Regions from separate parts of the Columba livia genome. Here region 1 is linked to region 2. Evidence: chromatin contacts called from public Hi-C data. All regions are on one chromosome and are shown on one strand. The core of a region is the stretch at or near the end of the contact, and the rest is flanking DNA. Distances in the headings are between cores, read along the strand shown. Region 1 overlaps ACOT9 (acyl-CoA thioesterase 9). Region 2 holds the start of EIF2S3 (eukaryotic translation initiation factor 2 subunit gamma).

Region 1 (4,454 bases), core at 250-2,749, 120 kb before region 2:
TACAGGCCACGAGAAATAACTCGTTGAGGAACTCACAGTTATATCCCCCCCATTAGAAAAACCAAACAAACTAGAAGAGGCAGGGAAGGACTGGCTGTACACAAACAGAATCCCACAAGAGACCATCTGGCCACTTCATTTCATTGCAAAAATCAGTTTCCTCCCAAGGAAACGTGAAGCCATCCAAAACAGAAGCTGCAGCAACCTTGTAAAATCCCAGCTAATGGGAAACACCTGCTTGACATTGTGCACACAGTGGTGACCTCTAAGCTTATGCTGCCCAGATGCATGTGTCCTTGTTAAAAAAAAAAAAGACGACCCTAAACTTAATCTACACAAAAACGTAGGTCAAATGGGTTCATCTGTCTCTATCTACTTATTGCACACATTTTTCTGATAGAATTTCTAGCCCTTACCAGGGAAATACAAAGGAGAGCTGCAAAGGGAAAGTAGGCAGATGGTGACAAGACAGCAAAGGTCATAATGAGAGCTCTCAAAGCAGACAAAGAGAAGCTATGTAAAGCTTAAGATCGTAATTTTTCAGCCTTTTTTCCTAGCTTCATCATGTAAAAGTAGATTTAAACAAATCCTATTAGCAGAGTATAAAAAATCCAAATATATGCAAATACATAAACAGCACTAAAAAGGTATTTTTTGTTCTGGAGTTTAGATTGGTTTGGGGTTTGTTTTGGAGTGGGTTTTCAGTACTCCAAGCACCTGTCTGTGAGCCATCTCTGGTGACAGCTCTTTCCAAGACAGCACGCTGATGCAGCATTCACTGTGCGTCAGATTTCTTTCATGGTTGCAGCAAAGTGTCGCTTCCCATCTAAATACAACATGGACTCTGAAATAAGGCGGAGAAAAGAGAGAACCACATTAGTAACTCAGTATCAATACTGGACAACTACAGAGGATGGTTAAAATTAAGCAGCAATCCACATTGTCATCAAAGCATATGGTGTGCTTTGCCATGAAATCCTGCTAAATTAATCAAATGCCAATAGTTCACCTATTAAAACGACCAATCTTCCAACAGAAAGTCATCTTTTCTACAGAGCTATGATGACAATGTTTTAACTGGATACTTGCCTCCATACGTTTTGGGGACAACCCGTGGGACCTCGTTTTCCGATATAAATGTAAAATGGAAGATATTGGTTGTCTGGTGCTCTCTGGTATCTGCATCATAAACCTCACTGTGTACTCGAACCTGGATGTAGTTTTTTTCTGTGTAACAGACCTACGCAGTTAAGACAAGAGTTATAGCTTATAATTTTGCCATTGGCACTGAAAAGCTCTGACAGACTTCATTGCACTGTTTAACAGGAAAATCACACGCTCTCTTAATGCAGTGTTCATTATCAGGGATTAACAATGACTACAGCAAATACAAATTATTCTTTTCAAAAAGAAATCAGCTCCTACCTGTCCAGAAAGCAGTAATAAGGATCCAACTTCAACTGGCCTCTGAAACATGATATCGTCAACAGATACGATAAATGGTCTGGAACCCCTGAGCAAGAAAAAAGAGAAATTTCTTCTCAAGAATAATGAGGGTGTTTGGAGAAATTTGAAACATTTCATCGTCAGCATTTTAATTGAGGGTTACTAGAAAACAGCTCTCCCTCCTAAACATGGGCCACACGAAGCACTGAAGAATTATGTCATGGCCCAAGACAAAAATATCTAGAGGAAACCTCTCACGCATAAAAATACACACTCTCGAAGGAAACATTATTGCATCATTCTTGTATCTTATGACTTACACATGCTAGGCAACCTTCATGCCACCCTTGCTTAGGCCTCAGTTTTCCAAGCACTGACATGAGACACTTCACTTTCTGTCAAGCAATGCAGCCTCCATTACATTTACACACTGACCTCGGCTGGGTGATGACCCCAGTCACACTTTCTAAGCACAAGTAGTTAGTAGAAGAAGTTCAGAAACTACTCCTCTCATGTACAGAATGAGAACATGCCATATTTATTTGATAGAATGTCTATTTTATACAGTTAGAAAGAAAACGTATCTTCAAAAGTCGGTCTCAGAAAAAGGATGTATTTTCTAACTTGACATATAATGCTTAAAAACCAAGCTCCAAGGAGCAAGACACAAATCTCTTCGTAAGTAGAACAGATGCTCTAAGGAAAACAGTGCTGCGCTCCAAGAGTGCAAGATTCTACTAGACGCCCAGGTCTTTTCTACTCAGATTGTCATTAGGTTGGTCAGCTTGCCTTCCTGACCTACATATAAGCGCACAATGCTCAGGATTATATAAATATTGCAGGTGTATGACTCACCCATAGCTGCAAGCATTTGCCCATCCCAGTTCAAACGCCTTTCTCATGAGAAAACCCCCAAAGATCCTATTGAAGATGTTCCGTTCCTATATGTGGAAACAAAACCAAAGTGCTACATTATACTTATTTTCAAAGCATTGTGTTGAAGTCTGCACTTCTGCTCGCAGTATATAGCAGAACTCACAGCATTTGAATGTATAAAAAGCATGACTGAACTATATAAAAAAGTCCAAATGGCTGAGGCAACTCTACTTAATAGGAGCTCAACTGACTCATCTGACAATATAAGATAAAAACTCAAATTGAGACAGCAACCAGAAGCCCAACTTAAACAGTTTGCAAAGGAATTTCTTTACACAAAACAAACAGTCTGGTAAGAAAACGAGGTAATTAAAAATCTCCTGGTTTGCAGTGGCAATCCATACGGATAATAGAAAAATGGCAAAAGAAACTAAGATCTAAATACATTGCAAGAACTGCAGAACCAAAACAAAATAATGGATTGACTAGTCTTACAAGGCAATTAATAAGTAACGATTTCTGTAATTAATTGATATTTTTCAAAATACCTGAGGATGGCAAATCTGTAGGCCTTTTAGCTTTGCATCTTCCATCCACACTGAATTGGGTGGTAATTTACGACTGCGGAAACTTACTGTCCTTGGAAGAGACAATAAAATTTATAGCCCAAATTAGCAGAATTCAGAAAGTCAAAAACGCACAAATAGTAAAGGCAGACGCACACTAAAAAAACAAAACCCCACACATACACAAAAACCCCAGACCAAACAGAAATGCTGTCACTAAAAACTGTTCCAACTGACCTTGAAGCCTTATCTAACATGATACTTTGATTTGTTACTGCAATAAGCGCATGCTCCTGGTCTTTCCAAAACTTCTGCTAATGTTCAAGCTTATGTAAATGAACAAGCTCGAGAAAGGTACACCAAAGAAAAAATGAATCACAACTACAAAGCACACACTTTGTCAGAAAAGCCTTACTCTATTTTTTAAGTCATAATATGAATGAAAAGCACACAATGAGCTAACAGAGTAATTCAACATCAAACATGCAGACGGTTTGAGGTTTTCAAATCCAGACAAAACATGTACAAAATATATCTGCCAATTTTAAGGGAAAGTACGTCTCACTTTGCTGAACAGCTTTGAAAACAACAATTGTATAATGTTAGTAAGCTAAAGAAATTATAAATTATCCACAAATACAACATTGCACTAATGTGATTAGGCAGTGTTCTATCACCATTGACACTGGACAACTTCACACAAATCTCAAGTTTAAGAGAAGCACACCAACAACAGTCTTCCTCAAATAATGTTGTCAGGTATGACATTTAAAACACATTGCAAAGTTACCTCGTCAAAACATGGCCAATTCCTGCCCTCACAGTTTTTTTTTTCTCTAGATATAATGGCAGAAAACTCTTAGGTTGTGCAAGTCACATGGCTGCAAAAGCATACCGTTCCCCTGTTTGGTTAAACATCATTAACCTGTTCCTCAACATTATTCCTAACAGCTTGCCCAGAACAGTTCGTGCTCACGCTGTCACTTTCACCACCTGGGCACAGCTAACACTCCTTAATGACAGAAAATTCTTTTAGGAGATGCAGATGGCACATTAAAGTTCGTACCTGTGTTTCAAATAAAATTATATGGAATTTAAACAGTGAAATGGGAAAGCAAAATGCATGCATTTATTTCAGACTTCCCTCTTACGAGCACCCACTCAGAAGGCACATCACTTTTCTCTTACATAGGACTTCAGTTCTCCTCCACCCCTCCCCTTCTTGCCTTGTGTCCAGTGTATTAAGGAATATGTCATGAATAATGTTTCTTTCTTCTGCAGTGGGAGCCATTTTCAGTAAGGAAGCAGTGCTGAAATCAATCCTCTTCAGCTTGTTCACTAAACATGAAAAAAGGTATCAGAGTTCAAGGAAAAAAAAACACACACACACACACAAAACACACACACATCTGGTTTGGCTCTGAACATTTTAACCTGGAACCAGTTCTTTTCTCCCCTGTAACTTAAAAGCTGTAAATTCACAGGCCCATAAATTGAAACAGAAATTTGGCTTTTAAAATTGACTGTATCAAAGAAAAAATGAGGCAGAAGTTCACTGTTTCCAAT
Region 2 (4,482 bases), core at 350-2,849:
GCACCTATTATTTTTCCATGAAGTGATATATTTTATATAGAATTGAAAATATCATGTGTCCTGACGAAAGACTGGACATTAAATTTTATTTTCCAGACCAATATGCAAAATTATTGGGTTGCAAGACAAAATATATTTTGTCATTGGCAATGCCATTACACATACTGTAAGTTTTCTTGTGACATTTTCATATTCATTTATTCAAAACAAAAATGCTGGCAATGTATTTGTTCTAGGTATATCCAGCAGAACTCAGTTCTAACTTCTGTATCAGGCAAGAATGGAAATAGTAGTATTTGCATAAGTGGGAGGTTACAAGTATTGTTAAACCAGACATACCAGTTTCACACAGATTTCTATCATCACATTTCAACTGCTGTCTCCTCCAAACTTGTTTCTTTGACCCCAGCAGATAGCCAGGCAAAAATCTAAGAACCATCACATCTTTCAGCAGGCAAAGCCACTGTTATTGAATGTGCATGTATTTGACATAGTTGATTACTTACAGTGAAACTTGTTACTCCAATCATAGAAGCAATCCTATTAGTAGCAATATCCTCTATGCATTTAACAAGTTTTTATGAAGGAGAAGACATGGGGGACAGTTGTGAATTTGACCTTTAGTCTCTGTTGAACTTCTAAGATGTCTCCCATCACCGGATCAAGGATTTTAGTTCAATTTTTTTAAAGCATTTATGTCATACTGGACACTGAAAACACTACACATTTGGTGGGGTTTTTAGCTGCTCAATGCAGAAGATTGAAGCTGTTTGTATCACGGGGCAGGGTCTTATTTCCATACGGTCTCCCTAACACTAAACATCCAACCTACAAAAGACAGTAACAAGAGGAAGGTTGAAATTCAAAATCTTATCAGGCTCATGGCCAGCAGAGATTACTAACATATGCAGAGTGACATTGTACTGTTCAAGCAGGTAAGATGATCAGACATCAAATTAGATATGCTAATTTCCAGTACATACAAAGCATATCTTGCTTCAATGTTACCCCAACCTCCTTTGTGCATCACACCCACTCACTGCCCCAAATAAACCTACATCACCATGCCGTTACATAGGCATAAACACAGGTTGAAACTCCTTTTTCTGGTGCATCTATTAGCCAGACTAGGTCCCCATCCAGATCGCTCTACCAAAGCAATGGCAGTATTTTACATATACAGCACACACCACTAGCAGAGAGTAACCGCGGGCCCAGCCGGCCTGTCGTACAGACAAAAGACAATCCCTTTTCCACAGTAACAATTAGAAGCGCGGATTCCCCGGACGCTCGTTCCAGCAGCAGTTACCGAAAGCTGCGTGTAACACCACACGTCCTCCCTAGCGCTACGTTTTGACCAGCCCGCCGCTCCCGCCCCAACGTCTCCCCTCCGCCGCCCCTCACCGCGCTCAGCCACGACCGTTACTCGGCGGCAAGCGCACGCGCGAGGCGCGCTCCCGCCGCCCCGCCCCGCCCCGCGCATGCGCACGCCTCTCTGGCGGCGCCGGCGCACGCGGAGCAGCCGCTGCGGCAGGCCCGGTTGCATCACCCGACGTGAGGGCGATGGGGGTCCTTCTCGGGGCTGGCCCGTAGCGCGCCTGAGCCGCTTCCGCCCCGCGGTGGGGCTGGTAGCGGCCCCGCACCGCCCAGCGCGGCGGGTCTGTGAGCCGGACGCCTGTCCTCTGGCCGTCTGGTGCCGGTCTGCACGCCGCCGCTGGCGGCACCGAGAGGAGCCGAGGGTCAGGCGGCCGTGCGAGCCTCCTCACTTCCTCTTCGGGCCAAGATGGCGGGGGATGAGGCGGGAGTGACTCTGGGGCAGCCGCACCTCAGCCGGCAGGACCTCGCTACCTTGGTGAGACCCGCCTGGCGGGCGCCCAGGGGACGGGGGCAGGTGGCCGCGGACACTGAGGAGCAGCGGATGCGGGTGGTGGAGCCGGGGAGGGGCGCTGAGGATGGGGGTGTGGGCGGGCGGCGGCGCTGGGAGGCTGAGGGGATCCGTGCCTCCTTCCAGGCCCCGCTGTGGCCGTTGGAGCCGGGGAGGTCTGAGGGGGCGCGGAAGGCGGCGGTGCTGTGGGGACCGAGTTGCAGCTCTCTGGGTCCGAGGGATGGGGTGGCTGAAAGCGGCTGCGGGCAGAGCGGCGGCGCTGGGAGCAGGTTAGGCAGGTCGCTGCGGGTTTGGTTTAGTTGGATGAGGCGCTTCGCTTGCTGGTGAGATGAGTCTAAAACTCAGCGAGTTGGCGTCCCGGCTTTGCGAGCGAAGTCTTTGTGTGACAGTGGTGGAGACGTGCAGTTTCTTCCTCATAGGGGCTGTCCTGTTTTAGCGATGTTAAAGGCTCTTCTCTTCCCAAAGTACAGTTATAAATTGGTGTTCGATTCCCCAGCAGGCTCGATGGATTGGCTGCCAGCCCTGTCTTGGTTGGCCTACCTAGAAAATTTTCTTGCCTACCGAGCAAGTCAGTTGCAGTGGTCTCTTGCTGTGGTAGTCTTGCCTATTAAATATGTTGCCTGAGCTGTCTTGTTTATTACACATATATGCAGACAAAAGCAGCGGAAGGTCATATTGCTGCCTCTGGTGTTAAGTAAACTAGAAGGGCCGTATGTCTTTAAAATAATAATTTTTTTATATTTGTGGGCTTTGAGTACAATAATTCTTTTTGTGTTATAGCTAAGCATGTTGATATTTGTTAGGGAAGCATATTAGTAATTTTTAGAAGTTTCTTCACTAACTATCGGTGTTGACCATAGCGTTTGCCAGTGAGAAAGAGCACGTATAGGCGTATTTGGAAGGTCAGCAGGAATTACCTTTAAGACCTATACTATACGTTTCAGTTGGCTCTTGAATACTTACAGCTGGCTGGAGCTTAGAGCTGAACTTAGCCTTATGCTAGTCTTGAAGAAAAAATTGCATGTGTGCATAATTGTGTGCACCAGGAGAATTTCTCCTGATGGCAGGATTTGCATCATGCTTGTCACCCTACTAGATGATGCCATCTGCAGGTCATTTTCCATCGTTGACTTTGTTGTGTGTAGTCATTTAAAGTTAGATATACAAGAAATAAAAAATTAATTGCCTGTGTTAGCTGGACAAACCTTGTTTTGTATTGAACATGAGCATTTTGTTCATGTAATACTGGAGAATAGAATGAGTGAGCTTACATTTTTACACAAATTGTGTCAAATAATACTGTTATGCACAGAACCTGCATGTAACAGTGTAAATAATACATGATTTAAGGTAAATTAATGTGTGTGTGTTATTTGTACCTTAGCAAAATACTTATATCCTATACTGCACTGAGGATTCTTTTGGCATCTTGAATCTTTGTTTGAACTAAGCAGCTCATCCATGCAAATTTGTGCAGGATGGAAAATAACTGTAAATAGTTTCAAAAGTAGTACAGAGGAACATTACAGTGGATTTCAACATTTGTCCAACATGTGTCGAAAAAAAACCAAAACGACTCTTTCAGAGTCATCTTTTTAGCTATATGGAATGTATTTGTAAATGTTGTGATTTGCCAGGTGCTACCAGTATGTTCATGCAACAGTCTGTTTAGGACAGCAGATTTTTTTTATGGTACCTAGAGGAGCAATAATAGTATTTGAGGAGAAAGTAGCCATTAAAAAAAAATCCATTGCATTAATGAATTCTCTGGACCCACTGACTCCAAAGTGTTAGTTGTAATTATATATCAACTGTAATGAGACCTTATACCAGGTAAACAATTGTTTATTGTCAAACTTTTGTTTTTAAAACGTACGTGCAGCTCACTGTGTAGCCCACGGAAAGTTAATTTGAATTTGTCTGTTATGTGTAATATAAGTGTGGGGGTAGGTGGGTTTTTTTTCTGTGTATTGGAGCTTCTTTTGAGGTTTTTTGTTTTGTTTACTTCCATCGTTAATACCTTGCAGCCGATACCAATTTATGATCGGTGATTTGATTTGCAACTTCTACTGATTTACAATTAGAATTTTGTTGGGTTTTTGTCCTATTTCACATACTTAAAAGACTAGAACGCATATCTAGAATTATTTTAATGAGCTTGGTTGGATTTTGTTGAATAGAACTACTGGATAATTTTTAAGGAAATACATATAGCACTCTAAACATTTAGATACAAGATAAATAAATTCTAAAATCTCCCTCATACAGGATGTTACCAAGTTGACGCCTCTTTCACCAGAAGTCATCAGCAGACAAGCAACAATTAATATAGGTAAAATCCAACTTCTAAAAAAGAGGGGTGCATTAATGTGACTCTTTCTGGTGCTTATTCAGTAGCATATGGTACCTATGTGAGAACATTTTTAAGAAATTCTTACTGAAACAGACTCAACAAGGCGCAGGAAGAGACTTGTCGAACCCTTTTAACTTGAAAAGAACACTGTTGAATGACATGGGGAATAGTTGCTAAAGCAAAGTTTATTTTACCTTAAAGTTAAGCACTGAAATGAGTTTAATAAAAATGCAAAATCTGTCCA

The links. A called contact is a pair of places that touch in the nucleus more often than the background predicts.
Region 1: a Hi-C map of crop shows a contact between it and region 2, with 2.8 times the contacts expected there. The contact joins the enhancer-like site here to the promoter of EIF2S3 in region 2.

The regions. Positions count from the first base shown.
Region 1 is chr1:106,047,021-106,051,474 of bColLiv1.pat.W.v2, reverse strand. ACOT9 (acyl-CoA thioesterase 9) reads right to left here. Exons shown (of 15, transcript XM_065071057.1): 10 at 4,115-4,226; 11 at 2,871-2,961; 12 at 2,302-2,387; 13 at 1,426-1,513; 14 at 1,090-1,240; 15 at 1-844. The coding sequence ends at 786. Among named protein-coding and RNA genes, the nearest start is that of PRDX4, 16 kb to the left of the region's middle. Within about 2 kb of position 1,499, at least 1 of the 3 cell types and tissues checked has an H3K27ac peak away from gene starts, as active enhancers do.
Region 2 is chr1:105,926,097-105,930,578 of bColLiv1.pat.W.v2, reverse strand. It overlaps EIF2S3 (eukaryotic translation initiation factor 2 subunit gamma), which reads left to right and starts at 1,599. Exons shown (of 12, transcript XM_065071036.1): 1 at 1,599-1,852; 2 at 4,154-4,217. The coding sequence starts at 1,784. KLHL15 (kelch like family member 15) reads right to left here and starts at 1,533. Exons shown (of 5, transcript XM_065070988.1): 1 at 1,405-1,533.